3 separate regions of the Zea mays genome follow, and regions 1 and 3 are each linked to region 2. Evidence: chromatin contacts called from public Hi-C data. All regions are on one chromosome and are shown on one strand. The core of a region is the stretch at or near the end of the contact, and the rest is flanking DNA. Distances in the headings are between cores, read along the strand shown. Region 1 holds the start of LOC100283024. Region 2 holds the start of LOC100282843. Region 3 holds the start of LOC100192079.

Region 1 (2,891 bases), core at 391-2,890, 310 kb before region 2:
ATAGCGTATGGCGCCGAAGTAACACAGCTCGGCGCCATAGGCTATGGCGCCGAGGTCGTGTTGCGTTGGCACAACCCAGACGCGTGGCGTCGACGTGGCACCGAGCTCGGCGCCACAGATCTTGGCGCTGAGCTCGGTTGTGTTATTAACATATTTGTTGCAGACATGAGCATAAAACCTAGCTAGCCCACTTGGTGGAGCACAAGGCTTCTAACCTTGTGGTCGTGGGTTCAAACCCCACAGTTTGCATTTTTATTTGGTTTTTTTTTATGTCGCTGGTGTGTCCGTTCAAATTTATTTCTCACCTATATTTTTTTATCTAGCCACTACTCATTTTTTTTAAATAACTCATTAGGTATATTTTTTTTTGGGACAGTATCCAAAATCTAGATGACGAACCCTCCGCTGGAGCCACCGCCACCGCCGGCGAGTCCGTAATTGCCAGCAGGTTCCTCCGGCAGCGGCCAAGCGGGCCAGGGCACTCGTGCCAAACCTGGAACCCGAACGGTGGGTGCTGACGAGAGAGTCTCAGGAACATGATTAGCTGATGAGCTAGTTTGCTACGTATATACGACGACTCATGCTACAGGAGCGAGTACAGTAGCGAACTAGCGATGGTGTTTTCCTATTTTTGGATAGGTTATTTATTTTGTTTCTGCTGTAGCTATTTATATATCTTCTTCCACACATATAAGGCTGCAAGAGTTTCTGTCAGGTAGACAACAACTGTGTGAAGAGAAGACAGTGACGTGACTGTCCCTTTACATGCTTGTGTTTTCCCCTCTTTGTGCGGATTCCTTGTGGTGGAGATTTTGCACTACGTATTTGTTAGAGGCTCACTATTCATTTGATTGCGCAAGTGCATGCCCGAACGGCCGAACCTACAATGCTACGCCCTCGTGGTCGTGGCCTCTAATCGGCATGAGCAACCAAAGAAGGTGGAGTTTTTTTTTCTTCTTAGGCAACCCTCTTGCTTAGGCGGTAGCATTTTTCTTTGTTTCTTGTAGCTAGCTATCATTTACGACGTTTGGATCAACGAACATACGTTGTTCTGCGCCAGTGGTGTTATTGTTGTATCAAGGGATTTACGTGTCTCCTTCTATGGTAATTTCTACTTGTCCTGTCCCAAAAAAAAATATACCTAATGAGTTATTTAAAAAAATGAGTAGTGGCTAGATAAAAAAATATAGGTGAGAAATAAATTTGAACGGACACACCAGCGACATAAACAAAAAAACCAAATAAAAATGCAAACTGTGGGGTTTGAACCCACGACCACAAGGTTAGAAGCCTTGTGCTCCACCAAGTGGGCTAGCTGGGCTTTGTGCTCATGTTTGCAACAAATATGTTAATAACACAACCGAGCTCGGCGCCAAGATCTGTGGCGCCGAGCTCGGTGACACGTCGACGCCACGCGTCTAGGTTGTGCCAACGCAACACGATCTCGGCGCCATAACCTATGACGCCGAGCTGTGTTACTTCGGCGCCATAGGCTATGGCGCCGAGCAAAGTGTCCAAAAATGACATTAAAATTTTTTAAGATCTAAACGTGAATTTTTTTCCGAAAAATGGCTAAAATACAAAAAATTCGGACATGTGTGGTCTGTATAAAAGGGCGGCGGCACAAAACCTGTCTCCCAGACAAGCGAAGCCCCCCAGGCCATACTCCGATCCCCAAGCAGAATTAAACCTCACCTAACCCCATGGGCGACCACCCGGTCGCCGGGGAGCACCACCACCCTTCGGCCGCCACGGCCCTGGGCGCGCTGCTGCTGCTCCCGTCGGAGCTCCTCCACGAGATCCTGCTCCGCCTGGCCGTCCCGGAGCTCCTCCGCGTGCGCTCCGTGGCGCGGCCGCTCTCCAGCCTCATCTCCTCGCCGGACTTCCGCCGCCTGTACCACCTCTCGTCGGCGTCCTCCGGGCCCGGGCCGGCCGCCGCGTGGCTGCTCCTCTTCAAGAAGCTCCCGCCCCGCGACGCCGCCATCAGGGGCTTCCACGGGCCCTCGGGCCGCTGGTTCCGCATCCCCGTCTCGGCGATCCTCGCCCCCGCCGTGCCGCCCGGCGAGGACCTCTACTTCCTGGCCGCGTCCGGCAGCTCCTTCCTGTTCGCCGCCAACGGCCGCCGCGAGCTCGTCGTCGTCGACCTCACCGCGCGCGCCGCGCGCCGCCTCCCGCCGTCCCCGCTCGGCCCCCGCGGCACCTCCTCCTGGCGTCGCTTCGGCCTCAAGCTCGTCGCCGATCCCCCCGGATCGAACCGGTTTAGGTACCCGTCCTTTTCTTACGGAGAGGGTCTTTGTGTTGCTCACGCAAGAAAAAGAAGGAAAAAAAAACTTGCAAGCATCCCTGACCTTCTCTCTCTCCTCCTCAGTTACAGACAGTATTCGTCATCACTGCTGCCAGCACTAATTTTTATGTTCAGACGACTAGTAATTAGCAGTGCCGAAGCAACAATTTTGACAACGCACAGTAAAACTCGATACGAATCCACCAATGTCGCTTCTCGATCGATCTGACGCCGGCGGTTGCTGCTTTTCCCTGCAAGGTTTCTGTTCGCTGAGCTGGTGAACAACACGCCGTTCCTCTTCGAGTACCGGTCGGAGACGGACACGTGGCAGGAGTCGGAGGCGGTCCTGGTGGCGGAGGGGGCAGCAGAGGCGGCCGACCCAGACGGAGACGGAGACGGCGGCACCTACCTCTGCGCGGCGCACGCCGGGGCGGACTGCGTGATGGTGTACGCCGGGCCGCGCACGGACGAGCGCCCGGTCTTCTTCCGCCCCCGGTTCCCGAACGCCGGCGCCGCGGGAGCGGGACACGGGGAGCGGCTGCACGTGTACGGCGACGGGAGCGCGGCCGTGGTGCGGTCGGCGGCGGCGGCGGCGGGCGAGGACCCG
Region 2 (3,138 bases), core at 550-3,049:
GACGACGTAATGGGCATGGGCGTCGGCGTGGATGGACCTACCATTATGATGTTATGTCAGTCTAAACGTCATCTAAAATACAAGTAGAACCATACAACTCATCGTGGAAGTTTTCAAATATGACATGTCTAATATCAATATGATATAAAATATTTTATGTTGTGCAAAAAGACGTACCATAAATCTATCTTCAGTAGAGTATGGAAAATAGGGAACGTGTTGAAAAGAGAAGTTTAAAATAGGAGATAAGATAAGAGATATGTCGAAGATAGTCTAACATATCCTTATAAACAATCGTCTTGGATGTTATACAATGTTTGTTTAAGTCTAACCGTAATTTGATACTAGATGGAAACTAAAATCGGACTATTTAAACTTATTACTGCTTTCACTCGAGTGTTAGTATTATCATTTATGTTACAATTCGTGAACCAAATAATGCCTTAGCTATAGCATGAACCCTGTATATCACGCCTAGAGAAGGCAGCGACGAGCACGTTTGACCGTTTTTTTTTTTTGCTTTTTTGAACCTTTTCCGAAAGATTTTCTCCTGATTTGTTAATCCATCACGTTTTACGTATCCTATGTGATTATAATCATCATATATACCAGTATTAACTTGTAGGTAGCCAAGCTAAGCTAGCATTTGCGGCGGACGATCGAGACACACGACACATGTAATACAGCTACCTAGCTCTCCCAAGGTTTAGTTGCATGCAAGATGCCACGTTCTTCATCTGGTCGGCACGTGTTGGACGGCTGGCTCATGAGACGCGAGCCCGACAATATAAAGCCACGTTCATTATCGCAGACCTCCTTTTGGATGAGGCCGACCGGCCGTTTCTAGGAAAGCAGTCGCCGTCCATCTCTTGCCATGTAGACGTCAGCTTAATTTATAGATTTTAGTGTCATTTATATTGACGACGAGATATCTATTTTCTAAATTCAAACTAAAAAAGACGCAATTGTAAAAATCTTTCAAAAAAGGGTCAAAAAGCCAAAAAAAAAAGACGGGCACGTTTGATGGATTGGATGTGCTTGCTACACGGCGATCACGATGCTTGATACGTACTTTCCATTGATACAACAGTGGCTAAGTTAAAGAAAAAATTCTTTAACTTATAAATATTTTAAGCCAAACTTTATAAAAAGTAGGAGAGGAACATCCCTGACCAAATATGAGTTTGTTTGATAAAGCTCTGGCTTTGACTTTTTTTCTAAAAAATAGCTTTATTTAAGTTAAAGCTATTTCGTAAATCGTTTGTTAGAAACGGCTTAGCTTAAGGTCAAAGTCATGTCTATGTATTAAAGTGTTAAAGCCAGAGCCAGATCATAAAGCTATTATTTATAACTTATTCTCGACAGTAAAAACGGCTGACTTTTAGGTATTTCCCGTAATAAACCGTTTTTAAAGAAAATGTTTAGTAGGACCTCAACTTTTTAAAAGAGAAGTTAGAGCCAAAGTTCTGCCAAACGCTCACTCGGCGGCAGGGCAGTCACGCAGTGACAACGGTCAAAACGAGACGGAGGCAGCCGCGCAGGTGTCCGTTGGCGTAGAGACGACTGTTCGCGCGCAGGCCGAAAATCGGGGCCCAATGGGCCCAGATACCTCGCGTGGGCGGAAAGCTAGCGACGCCCACCGATCCGCACCTTCCGCTGCGGGCACCAGATCCCTGCGTCCATCCAAAGCTACACCTACACGGCCACACGGGCCACACCGGCACCGCTCCCCCACCAGAAAGCAATAGAGAAGCGCCATTTCCCCCATATAAAAGCCCCCGCGTCGGCCCCTTCAGCTCCAGACGCCCTCTACTAATCCAGCCCATTTCGAACTCTCTCTAGACGCTTCCTCGGTCTCTCTGTTCACCGCCGCCCCGTACCATACTCCTCTTCGCGCCGTAGAAATGGTGAGCACGAACTGCCGCGATAGATCGATTATTCCAGGGTGGTTGTCGCTCGGTGATCCTGACGTAGATCCTGCGGTTTGCCTTGGTCGGATCGTCTGATCGTTCGGTGATTGTGTGGTTTTTTTTATGTCGCAGGCGCTGCCGAATCAGCAGGGCGTGGATTACCCCAGCTTCAAGCTCGTCATCGTTGGCGACGGTGGAACTGGTGATTCTCTCTGGCCTTCCATATGCCTCGAATGTTGTTGTTATTATTATTATTATTCGTATCCGGATGTTGGGAGATACAGTTTCTGGTGCCCGCGCCACGTTTATTGCCGTGATTTCTTAGAGATCTGGCGGACTGGGTACTGATCCGTGGTTGAGGCAGCAGATATTTTGCCCGGTGGGATTGTGGGAAGGCATATGGATATGGGATTGGTAGGGGGGCGTGGTTGGTTTGTGGGCACTGGATTCTACACGGAGGGCCGTTAGCTATTCGTGTGCTGATTTGGGGGTTTTTAGCCATCTTTGAAACGCAGTAATAGGAAAACATAGGAATAAAATGCTCTAACATCTTGAATCCTATGGATTGAGAAAGCACATAAAACTGCAAGAGCAAGTTTAAACGTATTAGACGGATCACAGGAAAAACAGAGGAATTCGATGAGAGACTGACACGAAGGAAGCTTTCCATGAGGTTCAACCTCTGTAGTAAAAATTGTTCCAAAATTCCTATGAAACAAGCCATTAAATAGGATTTGCAAAAAACCCACTCCTTTGTTCCAAAGGGGTTATTCCTATAGGATTTGTATCCTCTTGTGTTTTGGATAATACATGGGATGCATCCGGTTTCTTGCGGATTAATTTTGTTACTGGCAATTTTTGTCTTCTTGTTCTGACCAGCCTTAAAGGCTGTATCATCTTCTGCTGATAGTACCCTTGCAACAAGGATCTACTCAACAGTACCGTAAGCTGTTTGGTGACTGGTGAGAATATGGTTAAGGAGACTTGAAAGGATGGAAGATATCTAAAGATTTAGTCTTGAATATGAGTGCATGGATAACAGCTATCCATCTGCGGAACCTTAAATTGCGGTTTTGGTTGAGTTTTAACTCTGGCCTATCCCAACTTGCTTGGGACTAAAAAGGCTTTATTGTTGTACTGTTTAGTCTCTGATGAAAGGTTGAGGAGTTACTCAAAAAACTCGGCCGGGGAGGGAAAGACCGCCCTCCCGGTATTATATTAAGAAGAG
Region 3 (2,827 bases), core at 251-2,750, 320 kb after region 2:
TATTTAACAGTTTATTTCACAATTCTGACCATAAACTTGCCTATTGGAAGAACACTAACATTGGTGATCGTTCGGGTGCCATAAATTAAAAATAAAAAATGACAGCAAAATATTATGCATTGTCTTCTGCTGAAATCGCTACTACAGTGACTGATATGAATTGGCCAGCTATTTGCATTGGTTGAACTGATACTACCAATCATTGATTTTTTTTTGAAGAAATGGCAGTAGCTCTGTCACACATATATTTAATATATTAGGTGACTTATAACTATAGAGCATAAATGAAAAATGACAGATTCGATTTAGAAGCAGAATTTTCAGTTTTTATGTTTTTCATATAAACCAAGTAGCGAAGATGAACTTCCAAACATCCAGTGCACCAGCAGCACCACACAGCTTTCAGCTTCCATCTCTGCATCACACAACATCTTTCAGCTTCCATATCTGAACTCCCCTGCACAGCACTGTATCTTCTAGAAATTGCTTTTTACTCCAACTGGATCCCTTGCCAGCGTTCGCCTTGCCTAGCTGGGCTGGGCAAGAAGCTGGAACAGTCAACGTGTTTGGATTCCTCAGTGCCGTGAAAGCAAGCGTTTCCGCCGATAAGATCGGGCGGACCGATTCGGCTCCCTTGCGCCGACGAAGCAGAGCGTGCGATCCCGTCAAATGGGGAGGAAGCATGGAACTGGAGGAGACGAGGAGGTGAAGCAGAACATACATACCGGCGAGATTGCCGGGACAGAGTAGGTCGAGCAGGCCGCGGAACCACTTCATCTCCATGTCGAGGTCCACTTTGTTTCCCATGGTGTCGAAACCCCTTGCACGGAAAAAGTCCGGGCTGAGCGCCGTGGCGCCGCCGACGGCGAAGTTGGCCCCGCTCGCGAAGTCCTCCGCGCTCCGTCCGCTCAGATACGGTCGCACGAACGGGAGGCCCAGCGTGTCCGCTGCGGCCACGTGAATCCCAAGTCTCAAAGTCAGTACTACCACGCAGTCTAAATGTCTAATGGATCAATCCGTCGATCGATTGTATGGCACTACCTCCGTAGTGTAGATAGCTTACCGATGAAGTCGACCACGAGGCGCCCATTGGAGGCGCGCCCGGTGGCGCGGTGGAAGAAGGTCTCGCCGTAGGGTGGCCGGAGCGCGGCCCCGCCAGACCCAGAGTCGTTGCCGTAGACGAACGGGTAGTTCCCCGTGTCGGCCAGCGAGTCCCCGAAGCTGAACACGCGCGGATAACAACCCGCCGCTGGCGCCACTGCACCCAATATTAGCACCACAACCGCCTCAGCAGCCGCCGGCAAGAGGAGCCCTCGTCCTCCTCTCGCGGAGGCTGAGGAAGGCATGGCGAATGAGCTCGGGGAGACGGGCACGCCGTCGAAGAGGCCGAACAAGTCTGATTGGGGAACGAGGCCTCAGCGTCACCTACCCAATATAGACATGCGGCACCGGCATCAGCATCACCAAACCAATCTAGACATGCGGCAGCCAGTATCAGCGTCTGACTTGGGAATTGATAAGGCGGGGTCCAACGGTGCTGGACTTCACCGCCCGCGTGCATGACGTGGTGGACGCCGACCGCCGTGGCCCCCAACGACGCGATTGGAACTATCCAACTGCTACATCATTTTTTTTTACAGATCAATTTCTTCTGCCACAACATTTACAGGATCAATCCCACTGATAGCAAAGGATGGGTTCAGTCTCTAGCCTTAGTTTATGTACCTGTTGACGATTTGATCCGGCTTCTGCCACAACATTTACACATTTGAGGTTTAACTTACAAGAATATTTATCCCGCAGTAGATCCTTTAGATTCAACCTCAACTATGTTGCTCTCATCCTTAATCCAATTTCCACGGACCAAGTCTCATACACTAGCGATTAGCGAGCAGGTTGGCTCCCTCTTAGGTTACCTTTCTCTCTTGAGCAAAAATAAAGTAAAATTATGCATAAATGAGGTCAGAACATTGATCGTTGACTCCACATTCACAACCTTCTAACCAATAGAACACATATATTTTTATATTATTAAAACAAAGTCTACTCACAACCATGTAACCAATAAAACACATATATTTTTGTGTCTTATTAAAACAAAACCTACTCATATGATATATAAAAACTGTAGTAATACACGGACAACTGACTAGTTCATCCTCAATATCTGTCTTTTACGGTCCCCTCCAAAAGATTTACTCCTCTATATCTTCTTCCTCTCCAGCAGAGACATATTTTACTTTTCTTTTTTGTACGTATGTATTTGTCATACTCTCAAATGTATTGTACAAATTTTGTTTTGCTAAATCTGTTGTTTAAAGTATTATAATGGATGGAGGAGAGAAGAGAGAAACTCTATATATAGATAATCCACCAACGTCCGAGTACCATTTGAAAGACGATGATAGAGGGATACATGGCAAATATCTCCACTAAATATAGGGTACATAACCCTTTTAGGGTTTATTGTTGGAGAGAGCCTTAGGCTAAATCCAACCATTCTCCCTCCAAAACCATTCTCTATTCATACTTTCTATTTATATTTAAATACCTCCTCCATGAGATTCAGCTCCCCTATATATTATACATGAGCTATTTAACTTTTATACATTAGTTTTTTAGAATTTTAAAAAAATACTACAATATTTATATTATTATAATACACATTGTTATTAAGTAATTAATTTTAAAAAGTATTTATTTTGTAGCTAAAAGCACTTATTAACTAAAGGAAGGAGATTAGAGTTCCCCTTATACATCGTGATGAGCGTAGCTCGCCCTCGTGAGGGGGAGTACACCCTGAAGAGTGGAAGGGGTGTTGAGAGGG

Evidence for each region. Hi-C and Micro-C count contacts between places; a contact is called where the count stands out from the background.
Region 1: a contact with region 2 is called in a Hi-C map of leaf, with 5 times the contacts expected there. The contact joins the promoter of LOC100283024 here to the promoter of LOC100282843 in region 2. A contact is called at or near these places in 6 of 25 Hi-C or Micro-C datasets (bundle sheath, ear, endosperm and 2 more).
Region 3: a contact with region 2 is called in a Hi-C map of tassel, with 2.5 times the contacts expected there. The contact joins the promoter of LOC100192079 here to the promoter of LOC100282843 in region 2. A contact is called at or near these places in 2 of 25 Hi-C or Micro-C datasets (ear and tassel).

Annotation. Positions count from the first base shown.
Region 1 is chr3:220,152,775-220,155,665 of Zm-B73-REFERENCE-NAM-5.0, reverse strand. LOC100283024 reads left to right here and starts at 1,640. Exons shown (of 2, transcript NM_001394734.1): 1 at 1,640-2,263; 2 at 2,543-2,891. The coding sequence starts at 1,704.
Region 2 is chr3:219,843,649-219,846,786 of Zm-B73-REFERENCE-NAM-5.0, reverse strand. LOC100282843 reads left to right here and starts at 1,799. Exons shown (of 8, transcript NM_001155749.2): 1 at 1,799-1,907; 2 at 2,043-2,112. The coding sequence starts at 1,905.
Region 3 is chr3:219,526,839-219,529,665 of Zm-B73-REFERENCE-NAM-5.0, reverse strand. It overlaps LOC100192079, which reads right to left and starts at 1,500. Exons shown (of 5, transcript NM_001137502.1): 1 at 1,064-1,500; 2 at 726-947. The coding sequence starts at 1,346.